2 separate regions of the Rattus norvegicus genome follow, and region 1 is linked to region 2. Evidence: chromatin contacts called from public Hi-C data. All regions are on one chromosome and are shown on one strand. The core of a region is the stretch at or near the end of the contact, and the rest is flanking DNA. Distances in the headings are between cores, read along the strand shown. Region 1 overlaps Ncs1 (neuronal calcium sensor 1). Region 2 overlaps Gpr107 (G protein-coupled receptor 107).

Region 1 (5,760 bases), core at 643-3,142, 93 kb after region 2:
AGTGACTCACGTGATAACAGTATTGTGCATTTTGTGGGGAAACTGAGGGTTTTTTTTTTTTATACTCATACATAATCGATACCTTTTATTTATTGGTTGTTAACTATTGCTGCTACCTTGTGTGTCTGAAACTCCCAGGATGCTGGGCCTCCGTTTACATGTGCACACCCTCACCCACCTGCCCGCCACACTTGGGAGGATGGTGGCCTGCAGCGGCCAAGAAGCCAAAAAAATCTTTTCCTTTTTTTTTTTTTTTTTCTTTCTTTCTCAGATACTGTGCTCCGTTTTTGGAGAGGGGAAGGTAGGCATTCCTCGATGGCTAATGCACTGTTCCCCCAGCTTCTGCCCTGAAGCCCCCACCCCTCTCCTCTGCACCCCTTGGAGCCCATAACACTTTTTTTCAAGAACACACTTGGGGTGTTTTTTGTTTTTTGGTTTTTTTTTTTTTAATTTTTGCAACTTTACTCTGATGTTTGCAGCAGAGAAAAGATGGAGAGCCTTGCTCTGGGAGTGGGAACTGGGAGCGGGTGTCGGGCACACAGAATAGAGTATGAAGTGGGCTTCTCTGGGAACTGCTGGCCTCTGCCTCCTTGATGCTAACTAAGGGGCTGGGTAGGTATAGCGTGTGAACCCCTCTGCTCACCTGCCTCTATCTACCCTTTGCAGCAGCCTTCTTCCCTGCTAGGAGTCTGAGAGAGAAGGGGTAGGGAGACGGGAGCAGGCCATGCTGCTCCTCAGGGCTGAATCCAAAGCCAGCGAGACGGCTCCAGCATGCCACCAGAAACACCAGGCAACCATGGAAGAGAAGCAAGGAGCCCAAAGCTGGGCTTCTCTGGGACTTTGTAGTCTTTGCCTTCTCAGTCAGCAGCAGGGCTGGGAGGCCTGGTGGTTGGCCTTGTTGATGATGTGTGATTCTCAGCCTGGAGTTAGGTGTTTGTGACACCGTTCTTTGACTGTTTTGTAGGCCCTGGAGGATACAGAATCGTATAAATGACAGCGTAACCCCTATACGGTCTCGGGACACAGCCTCGCTGCTGGAGTGTGTGGTTGGACCCAGAGGCACCCCTTTTACCCCTTCTTTAGGATCCCCCAGACTCGTGAGCTCCTTTGGGCTCGTCCTCACCCTGGCGAGCTTTGCCAGGTGAGCCTCCCAGCTGCAGAGGCAGACCCGAGCCCACAGTTCTTGCTTCTGGTTTGTGTAGCCTCTCTGCCCACCGTTGAGAGGGGGAAGGCGGCCCCCGGGGCTTTTCTTCTGCTCCGATTCCCCTGTAATCTCCACCATACTTCTGGGAGGCCAGAATCTTCCTTGCTAATGACCCGTGGGTGAGCAGCTGTCAGCTGGAGGATTGACGTCTTCCATCCAGAGGTGGCGTTGTCCTGCCTGTCCATCCCTGTGAGTGAGTGGGAACGCTTAGCCCGTCCGTGCACACACCCTCTTCATGGGTAGGCCCTTTGCTCATGCTGTTTCCATTGCTGGCCCACCAGATCCCCAGGGCTCCAGTTACACAGGCAATTTTCTTTGAGGCCTCTTTGGGTCATCTTGCTGCCTGGTCCCTGACAGGGCCTCTAGGATAGGGAGTAGATGTGATGACATTAGCTGAGAGGATGAGAATGGACCTCTCTCTGGAGCCTTGGTCGTCCTCTCTGTGAATGGGCATGTGTGGTAGCATCAAGATCCAATGGATTCCTAGCTGAGGGTCTGTCAAGGGTTAAGCATGGGGCTCCTCAGCTAAGGTGTTCACTGATGTCTGTGGGTCCAGGCTTCCTTTCAGCATCTTGGCTTTTTGGATTGCATCCTCCAGTGTGGTTTTTGGCCTTCACGGTTTATGCCCTTGGCCCAAGCCTTGGACATTGAGACAGCCCTGGGCTGCCTTTTCCTGGCAGGGTGTCGGACACTATTCTCGTTCAAGGACGTGTGCTGACTTACGTCTGTCCCTCTCTTTCACCAGCAGTTAGCTGAGGCACACAGCACGCCCGGAATCTGAGGCCAGGCCTCTTCTGCGCAGCCCGAGGGCCTCTCCAAGTTCATTTCTTTAGAGGCCCCACCCCATCTGATGCTGCTTTCTTTAGGGGTGTGGTCTAGCCATTGAGGCCAGGTCCCTGGTCCCTTGGCAGACCCTCCTTTCTAGGGCCAGGAATGCTGTGATCCCCTCTTCCCAGCATCTGCTGCCCACTTTGTGTCGATGGTGACTTGGGAGCATATCACGACTTTTCAGTATCTAGCCAGGTTTAAAATAACAAGGTAAAATATATGCAGCATTGACATCTCTTTCTTTAAATGCTCTATAGTTCGATAGTTGATTTCCGAGGAAGGTGCCTTTGCACTTTGGGGGACATTGTCTCTTCTGGGGGATGGCGGGGCGTGCGGTGCATGGGATCCCTGGCATCTCTCCTGAGAAAGCCCCCACTGCTGGCCAAACAGAAAGCCCCTAAGATTCTTCCTAGTGTGTTTCTACATTTACATGATCCAAGGATGCACGGGGGACGCCCCCTGGTGGTGGTGAGCCACAGTGGCACCTGGGGATGCAGCGTTCCAGCAAGTGGTGAAGCTAGAGGTGGGAAGGCCAAGGTGGGGGCTGTGATTCCAGAGGTCCTGGATTCCCCAGCCTCACATATCTGGCAGCATGTATCCCACCCACCCCTCTGCTATGTCATCTGGGACTGGCAAGGTAGTTGGCATAAGGGCACAGTGGGAAGCTTTGCCCTCCCGACTTTAATTTTTTTTAAAAAAATATCTGCAGAAATAAATCCAATGGTTAATTTTTGAATGAATAAAAGGCTTTTGTTGAATAAACAGTTGGTCCCATCTTCTGTCTTGGCATTAGGTTCAGGTTTTGTCTGCTTCCCAGGGTGGGGGCCCCACCCAGCACCTCTGCATTCCTGAACCAAGTCTCCAGATTCCTTCGGGACTTTTACTCATTGGATCTGTTTCTCCATGCCTCAGAAGGAGGTCAGCCACCTTGCAGGGGTGACAGGCCAGCGCCGTTTGAGTTGGTGCCCATAGTGGGTCCTGCAGCTCCTGACGGATTTTTAGGTAACTTAAAAACCCAATCTAGGAAAGGTGACATTTGGCTGTGGTTGTCTCCATCCTTCCCTGCTTGCATTCCCAGCACCCTCAGAGTCTCTTTTTGGGGTGCCGTCCTGTCTATGTCTGGGGGGGCATAGGGAGGCCCTCACCTAGTGGTGCAGGCCAAGGGCGATAGGCTTTGTTGCATGTCCAGGTGTCCCCGCTGCTCCCGATGTATGTTGTCTGTGTCTGGCCAATTAAACATGCTTCCTGGACCTCCCTGCCTCCCTGTGTGGGCCTGGTGCTTTGTCTGTTTCTGTGTTTCTGTCTGCTCTAGAGTTCTTTCTCCCAGGACAATCTTGCTCTCACTTTGGGTGTGGTCTGCTCAGGATACCCAAGAGAAATCCCATGCAAGGAATCCACTCAATCCACTCGGTTAAGACCGCCCTGGTGACGGGAACTGGAGGGATGGCTCAGTGGTTAAGAGCACTGACTGCCCTTCCAGTGGTCCCGAGTTCAAATCCCAGCAACCACATGGTGGCTCACAACCATCTTTAATGGGATCTGATGCCCTCTTCTGGTGTGTCTGAAGACAGTGTACTCACATACATAAATAAATTTAAAGAAAGCTTGCCTTGGCGACCAGGGCTCAGCAGGTGAGCAGGCCACAGCAATTCACCCTGCAGCATCCCCTCCCGCATGTCCCATCTGTTGGGGTTGCCTGGGGGCCACATTGCTTCATACGTGTGACTACGTACGTCCAGCTGAGGCTTGTTGCTCTCAAAGTCAGATGTCAAAACCTCTGCAGGCTAAGCCAACTGTCTCTCCACCCACCTCCCCTCCAGAGGCGACTTCCCATAGTCTCCAACACAGTTGGGTTCTCAGCAGCTGCAGATGCAAAAGTGAATTCCCGGGCCAAGGGAAGCTGCACTCCTCCTGACAGCCCAACAAGATACGCTATGGGATATGAGAGCTTCTCAAAGTGTGTTCGCCCAGCCGTGTCAGCCTAACCTGGCCTCTCACTATGTCTTAGTCAGGGTTTCTATTCCTGCACAAACATCATGACCAAGAAGCAAGTTGGGGAGAAAGGGTTTGTTCAGCTTTGATGCTCATCACCAAAGGAAGTCAGGACTGGAACTCAAGCAGGTCAGGAAGCAGGAGCTGATGCAGAGGCCATGGAGGGATGTTACCTACTGGCTTGCTTCCCCAGGCTTGTTCAGCTTGCTCTCTTATAGAACCCAGGACCACCAGCCCAGGGACGGCAACATCCACAATGGGCTGGGTCCTTCCCCCTTGATCACTAGTTGAGAAAATGCCTTACAGCTGGGTCTCATGGAGGCATTTCCTCAGCTGAGGCTCCTTTTTCTGTGATAACTCCAGCTGTGTCAGGTGACACACAAAACCAGCCAGTACATACTGGGAATGTGGTTTTCTTGGGATCTGACCCAGACCTGCATTTTTCAGAGATCCTTGGTGATGGTGGCAGGGGTTGTGGTGGGCTGTCTACAATCGTACCCCTACCACAACCCCATCTTGTGCGAATGAGCAAACTGTGGGGCAGGATTTAGCAAGAGCGTGTGCATAAGAGTCTGATAGTCTCTGCTCGAGAGAGCTGGTTACCAAGGAGGGTCTCAGTCCTAAGGAGCTGTCCCTTGGTGTAAGTTGGGGGCCACCTACATATCTGCACAGTATCGCACCCATGAGAGCATCAAAAATAGATGGGGCTGGGGAGAGGCACTCGTAGTGAAGTGCCTTCTCTGCAAGCATGAGGACCTGGGTTCGAATCCCCAGCAGCATGTAATGGGGTGCAGCTGTGCAGGCCTGTGACCCCCCCCCGCAGGGAGACAGAGCCAGAGGAGTTCTGGGAGCTTTCAGGCCAGCCAGCCTCTGGTTCAGTGAGAGATCTTGTCTCACGGCAATAAGGCAGAGGGTGATATATGTCCCCCCTGGCCTCTGCGTGTGTGGTCCTGGGTGTGTACACCTCACATTCATACCAACACAACACACACATACATGGAATGTGTGCACAGCGGTTTCTCTGCCAATAGGAGGGTCTGTCCTGAATGGCCGATGCAAGGGAAGCTGGTCACATGGGTGTGCCTGCTGTCAACCGTGGAGCCTTAACTTAGGGTCTCTGAGGGCTGAGAGCATTGGATGGCACATCCATTCTCCCTCATTTTGCCTCGGGCAGGCCTTGACCTTAGTGTGTGCGCCCTGGTTCAGCCTATCCTGGGTGACTTACGTGCCAGCTTCACCAACGATTTCTCCCCCCTCCCAGGGAAGTGAGCTCTCTATGGTGACCCAGCGGGCTTCCTTCACAGTGGGAGCCTTCCATCTTGCCAGTTTACCATGGCGGGGAAACGATGGTGGTAGGAGTTCAGGCAGGGCCTCCTCACACTTCCTCCATCGAGGGAGCAGAGAACTCGGGCCAAACCAGAAGGGGATAATAATTTCCAAGGTCCACAGTTAGTGGCCCACTTCTGCCAGCTAGGCGGGCCACATGTGGAACGTTCCACGGAATCCCAAAACAGGACCATCGGGCAGGGGCCAATACCAGTGTTTAATGTGCCATTCTGCAGCGGACACCTCACAGCCACACCATAACAAAATACTTAGGACCACACTTGGCATGGACAGGAACGGGCAGAGAGGGGCTTGAGGTGGGGATGGTGGTAGAGGTGCGAAGCAGAATCCCTACTGTGGTCACTGTCTACCTGCCACCCTCACCCACCTTACCTGACACCCATCCACCT
Region 2 (5,605 bases), core at 2,634-5,133:
CTGTTGCTGCTGCTGTTGCTGCTGTTGCTGCTGTTGCTGTTGCTGTTGTTGCTGCTGCTGCTGTTGCTGTTGCTGCTGTTGCTGTTGCTGTTGTTACTGTTATTGCTGTTGCTGTTGTTATTGCTGCTGTTGCTGCTGTTGCTGTTGCTGCTGTTGTTGCTGTTGCTGTTGTTGTGTGTGCATTATATTAAAAGGTGACATTGCTCTCATAACTTAATGCATAGGGGTTTTTCTCAGTGTATTAGGATGGACATTTTATTTATTTATTCATTTCATGTGCGCGTTGTTCTGCCTGCATATAGTCTGTATACCATAAGAGTAACTCACAGACAGCTATGAGTTGCCGTGTAGGTGCTGGGAATTGAACCCTGGTCCTCTGGAAAAGCAGCCAGTGCTCAGAACCTCTGAGCCACCTCTCCAGCCCTGATATCTTTTTCTGGTTTTGTTTTTGTTTGTTTTTTGAAACCAGTCTCACTGGATGGCACTGGCTGTCCTGGAACTCCCAAAGAATCACTTTACTGTTCTTGCATGCTTTGATGTTTCTAAGTTAGGATCCTGTGGGCATGCTCTCCAGGTGGAAGGTTCTGCCTGACTGTCTCCTGGGCTTCGTGGCGCCCTGGTGATGGCCCTTGTCCCTTTTTTACCATCTTTCTCTGCCTATTCTGCTGTTGCCACTTTGTCTTTCTTCGTGTCCTGAGTGAGTTGGAGATGGGTCTGTGATGATTCATCCCCAGTGCTCTTAGTTGAGGATGACAAGAAAGAACTTAGCCTCGGGTACACAGCACAGCAGCTCTGCAGTGAAGACAATCTGCAGAAAAGTTAGATTTGTCTAACCCAGTTGTTCTCAGCCTTCCTAACGCTGCCCCTCTTTAATACCCTTCCTCATGTTGTGGGGACCCCAACCATAGAATTATTTTGTTGCCACTTTATAAGTGTAATATTGCTACTGTTACGAATTGTAATACAAATATTTGTGTTTCTGGATGGGCTTAGGTGACCCCTGTGAAAGGGTTGTTTAACTCTCAAAAGGGTCAGGACCCACACACAGGAGAACTGTCGTAGAGCAAGGTCACATGAGGCTGTTCTTATGTCTTCCACTGGGTGGCAGTATGTGACTTCTGCATTTGCAAAAGCACTCTTACATTCCAACCTAGGAGTCACACCCTTACAGAACCCCTTGTCCCAAAGAAAGGCGAGTGGGGGTGGGGGGGTGGGTGTATGTCTTCTCTACAGGGTATTTTCGAGCTGATGCATCAGTGTGCACTTTACTCTGTTCTTTAAAAAACAAATTCCAGAGTCAAAGAAGCCATGTTCCTGTAGAGGAAGTTCCTGCAGAGAGGCACAGGGACCAGCGCACTGAGTTAGCAGGCCAGGGTCTGTGTTACCACAGTATGGCCTGCCTATTGGTTCCCATGTGTTGGGTCCTCCGGCCCCTTGGTTACTCTCTGTTGGTCTTGCCTGCCTGAGAGGCAGCCACCCACTGTTGTAGGATGTGGCAGCACAGGGTCAGCTGGAGCCTGGTACTCCCCTTCCTCTCCTCAGCTCTTCACCCATTGACTTGTCCCTTGGCCTTCACCACGACTCAGGCTTGTGTGGGTGCAGTGAGGTGGAGCAAGCCAGAGACTGCTGTTGAGTGTGGCTTCCAGAGAGGGTGCCCTTCATCTCTGGATCCCTTTGGCTGACCTTGAAGCTGCCTGAGTCCTGCCCCTTTCTTTCCCACCACATGCCGAGACTTCTCTCAGTCTACAGCTGTGAGGCGCCTGGGTGAGTCTTATAAGAGCGTGCAGTGGCTCTCTGTGCTCCAGCCTCCTGCCAAGATCTGCTAGCTGCTTGGTCCTGGAGTCTGCGGGATTCTTCCTTGCTCCAACTCTCTCAGGTGCCGTGACCTTGCAGCACTGGCTTGGGGATATGCTGATAACGTGATTGGCGGGGCTGCCTCTAGTCTTCCTTTTTTGCCTTCTGTTCCTGAGGGAAAGGCAGGAGAAATATTCTAAAGAGCCTTCCATTTTACGTCCACTTCAGAAACCTGTGGTGATTGGAGGACTTCAGGATGGGGGAGGCATGGCCTCATTCTGAGCGGCCTCTCCATAGAACGTGGTTTTAATTAACAGTGTCTCGGGGCTCTTTGGGTCACAGTGGCTTCAGAGCCCATTATTCCCATTATTAATAGAGTCTTTGTTATCGCTCTATGGCTGCGAAGACCACAGCAGCTCCTGCAGAGGAGAGCATTTGTTTGGGGCTGGCTTACAGTTTCATCATGACAAGGGCGTGGTGGCAGACATGGCAGCATGGCGCTGCAGAGCTACACCCTGATCTACAAGGGGAGAGAAGGGTCTAGTCTGGGCCTGGGCTGGGCCTTGACAACCTCCAGGTCCCCCGCCAGTGACACAGTTTCTCCAACAAGGCCACATTAATATGAGCCTATGGGGCCATTCTCACTCAAGCCACCACAAGCAGCTCTCTGCTCAGAGTGCCTCACTGGTGTGCAGAAGTGTTACCAGGCCACACAGCAATGTCTGTGCAGAATCCGAGTTGCAGGCCCTACCACAGCAACTACCAGGTTCTTTTGTTTTATGCATGCGTATTTGGCTGTGTATGCGTATATATATCATGTGCATGCCTGGTGCCCTGAGGCACTGGATCCCCTGGAGCTCGAGTTGACAGACTGAGCCACCACGTGGTTGTTGAGATTCAAACTCAGCTCCTCTTGAAGAGCAGTGAGTGCTCTTAACCTCAGAGTCGTCTCTCCAGCCAGGCCACCAAGTTGTTCACTGGTGCCTGCTCGTGAGGTGAGCCAGGCTTGTGTTCTCTAGAGTGTCTGTGATGATATAGCAAGTGTCGTATAGAGTCTCAGCCCCAGAGTGGAATGTAGAAAGTACATTTGGTGTGGTGGGTTATAAGCCATGTGTCAAAGGACAGCCGGCATCCGTGTTTACTGCCAGAGCACAAGTTGTGCTTTCAGTATAAAGTAAAGCATAGAAAATTCACGGTTGCCAGGTGAGCATGAGCTTCCTCGTTCTTAGCACCCTCAAAGGCCTGCAGAGGGGACACACCAGTGTGGGACTGCGGCAGAACTGCTTTGGTGTCGAAGGCCGGGGTAGAGCCTCGAAAGGCTGAATGTGGGCCCATGAAGGTTAGCAGCAGAGAGGTGTTCCTCACTACAGGACACTTTATTTCTGTTGTCTGCTTGTGTCAGTGACCTCCTGGCAAGGTGCTGTTTTACTCGGTGCGTCTACAGAAGCCTGTAGGATGCAGCATACCCGTGACTGTGCAGTGCTGAGATTCTTGCTTTCTCCCGAGTCCCTGCAGGTGCTGCTTCTCAGCCCTTGTCTGGGCGGTAGATCTATTTAATGTTTCTGACCTCGAGTGTGGACATTAAGTTGTTTGTCTGCTTTTCTTTCCAGTCTCTCTGCATGTATGTGTACACCACGGCATGCACGTGGAGGCCCTTAAGGAACCTTCAGTTATCAGTTCTGTGTAGCCCAGACCAGGGATCCTCTCCTGCCACTCGCTGGAGCAGCACTCTGCGATTGCGTCTGGGCCAGAGACTACATCAGCTTTCGTGTGCTCTGGGGACTCTGACTTCATGGCTCCCTGCCCTTCTGCTTGCTCAGCAGGTGCTTTACCCACTGAGCCTCAGGCGTTTATCATTTTTGAGTCAGGATTTTGCTCTGTCCCAGATTGGATCTCACTCTGTAGCCCAGGCTGGTCCAGAACTCATGATGATTCTCTACCTCAGCCCCACAAGTGCTGGGATTGCCGTGTCTGACTGTGTGAAGCTTTGTGTGTGATGTGTGGGGCTTGTGTCCACTAAGGCTCCTTGACAGCGTTCAAGACTCTGTCCTCCTGGGCTGTGATTTGAACAGTAACATGATCACAGTGTGAGACTCCTTGGCTTGCTCTTTCCTTGGGAAACTTCGAGGCATCCTTTTCCCTTCACTTGAAATGGAGAAGTCCTAGGAAGACCAGAGCCGCGACTCAGCCCAGGGTGGTGGGCCGGCAAGCTTATTGGAGCTGCACCAAGGAGTGTGGGTGGCTGGCAGGAAGAAGCCCTTTGTTTATGCCTTACTTAGGGGCAGTTGGGATCTCTGGGAGAGAAGAGGCCTTGAGCCCTCCACATGAGAGTCGCACAAGCCATCACTGTTCTGTGTCACAGCGATGTTTGTACCCAGCCCAGAGGAAACCATGCTCCTCCCAGCACTGAGTCCCACAATGATCGCTCGTAGCCCATGACATCTCACTCTGGCTATGCGCTGCCCCTCCACAGGGCCACACCTCATAGCAGCTCTGCTCTGCTCGCTTCTGTCCTGTGCTGAAGTACACAGGCAGCAGTAGACTTGAACTGCTGTCGCGGTCCAGTTCTGTGCTGTCCATACTTGGTTCCTATGGCTGTGCAGCCGTCAGCACCATCAGTTACCAGCTTTCTAAGTTCCCAAGTGAGATTCTGCCCCCACTCCTCTCACCAAGGCTCCTGATGGAGTGCCCCTTCCCTCACACACACCTTCTGCCTTTATGAGTTTGGCTGCTCCAGGACGCCATGTTAGTGGCACCTTTACTTTTTGTGTCCAGCTTGTTCCACTCAGTGAACTGTCCTGAGGTTGGTCCACGCCATAGCCAAGCCTGAGTGCCCTGGCCTCTTAATGCCGAATAATACGGCATGCTCTGTATGTGCCACTTTCTCTCAGCATCCCTGTGTCAGGGTGGCTTAAGTGTGATGAACGGTGCTGCTGTGAACTTGGGTACTCATACATACATTAAGGGACAGACGAGTTACACATGGAAGGAGGCCTAGGGCAACAGCCACGTGTCACCTCTGCTGTCTGTTGTGATTGTGAGCTTTACACGTGCTGTTCAGATCTACTCAGAAGTGGCATTTCTGAACCTCATAGTACCCGTGTCTGTCTGCCACAATGCCGGTGCCAGTGTACAGTTCTGCCAGGATTCCATGTTGGATTCTGACTGTCTCATCCCAGCACCTTCATCATTGAGGTGTTTGGTGTCAGAGATTGAAGACGCCTCTCAGTGCTCAGCACTCGCCCACTCAGCCTGTTTGTCATATGTTCCGGTTTCATCCTGTTGCTGTGAAAAAATACCCTGGGAAAAAAGCATTTAGGGTAGAAAGGAAATGTAGGTTTGGAGTTCCAGGTTATAGTCCATTATTGAGGAAAGTCAAGGCAGGAACTTAAAACACATTCACACTGAAGAGCAGAAAGAATCAACACATAGATTCTTGCTTGCTCGTTCTCAGCTAGACTGTTCTCTACCTCCTGCTAAGGGAATGGTGCCCCCTAGAGTGGCAGGGACTTCCTACATCAACTGACAGTCAAGAGATAATCTCCCACAGGCCAACCCAATCTAGACGATTCCCCACTGACTCTTCTTCCAGGTGTCAAGACCCACAAGAGATGATTGAACCCGTCGACCTTGTGAGATTTAGCATCACCATGGAAACAAGTCTTGGGGCATATCCCTGCGGGATTATCCACTAAAGTTAATTGAGGTGGGAAGACCCACCATCCCTGGCTGGGATTCAGATTGCATAGAAAGAGAAAGCAGGCTGAGCACCAGCATCGTCTCTCTCTGCTTCCTGGCTTCAGAAAGCAGT

The links. A called contact is a pair of places that touch in the nucleus more often than the background predicts.
Region 1: a contact with region 2 is called in a Hi-C map of kidney, with 6 times the contacts expected there. The contact joins two enhancer-like sites. A contact is called at or near these places in 12 of 12 Hi-C or Micro-C datasets (the A7r5 cell line, the Rat2 cell line, Schwann cells and 7 more) and 1 of 1 datasets of contacts at active chromatin or transcription factors (oligodendrocytes).

The regions. Positions count from the first base shown.
Region 1 is chr3:34,965,924-34,971,683 of GRCr8, forward strand. It overlaps Ncs1 (neuronal calcium sensor 1), which reads left to right. Exons shown (of 8, transcript NM_024366.2): 8 at 1-631. LOC134486068 (a long non-coding RNA gene) reads right to left here. Exons shown (of 3, transcript XR_010064748.1): 3 at 5,194-5,760. Among named protein-coding and RNA genes, the nearest start is that of Hmcn2, 17 kb to the right of the region's middle. Within about 2 kb of position 1,893, at least 8 of the 93 cell types and tissues checked have an H3K27ac peak or open chromatin away from gene starts, as enhancers often do.
Region 2 is chr3:34,871,303-34,876,907 of GRCr8, forward strand. The region is part of intron 14 of Gpr107 (G protein-coupled receptor 107); the gene reads left to right. Among named protein-coding and RNA genes, the nearest start is that of Gpr107, 42 kb to the left of the region's middle. Within about 2 kb of position 3,884, at least 5 of the 93 cell types and tissues checked have an H3K27ac peak or open chromatin away from gene starts, as enhancers often do.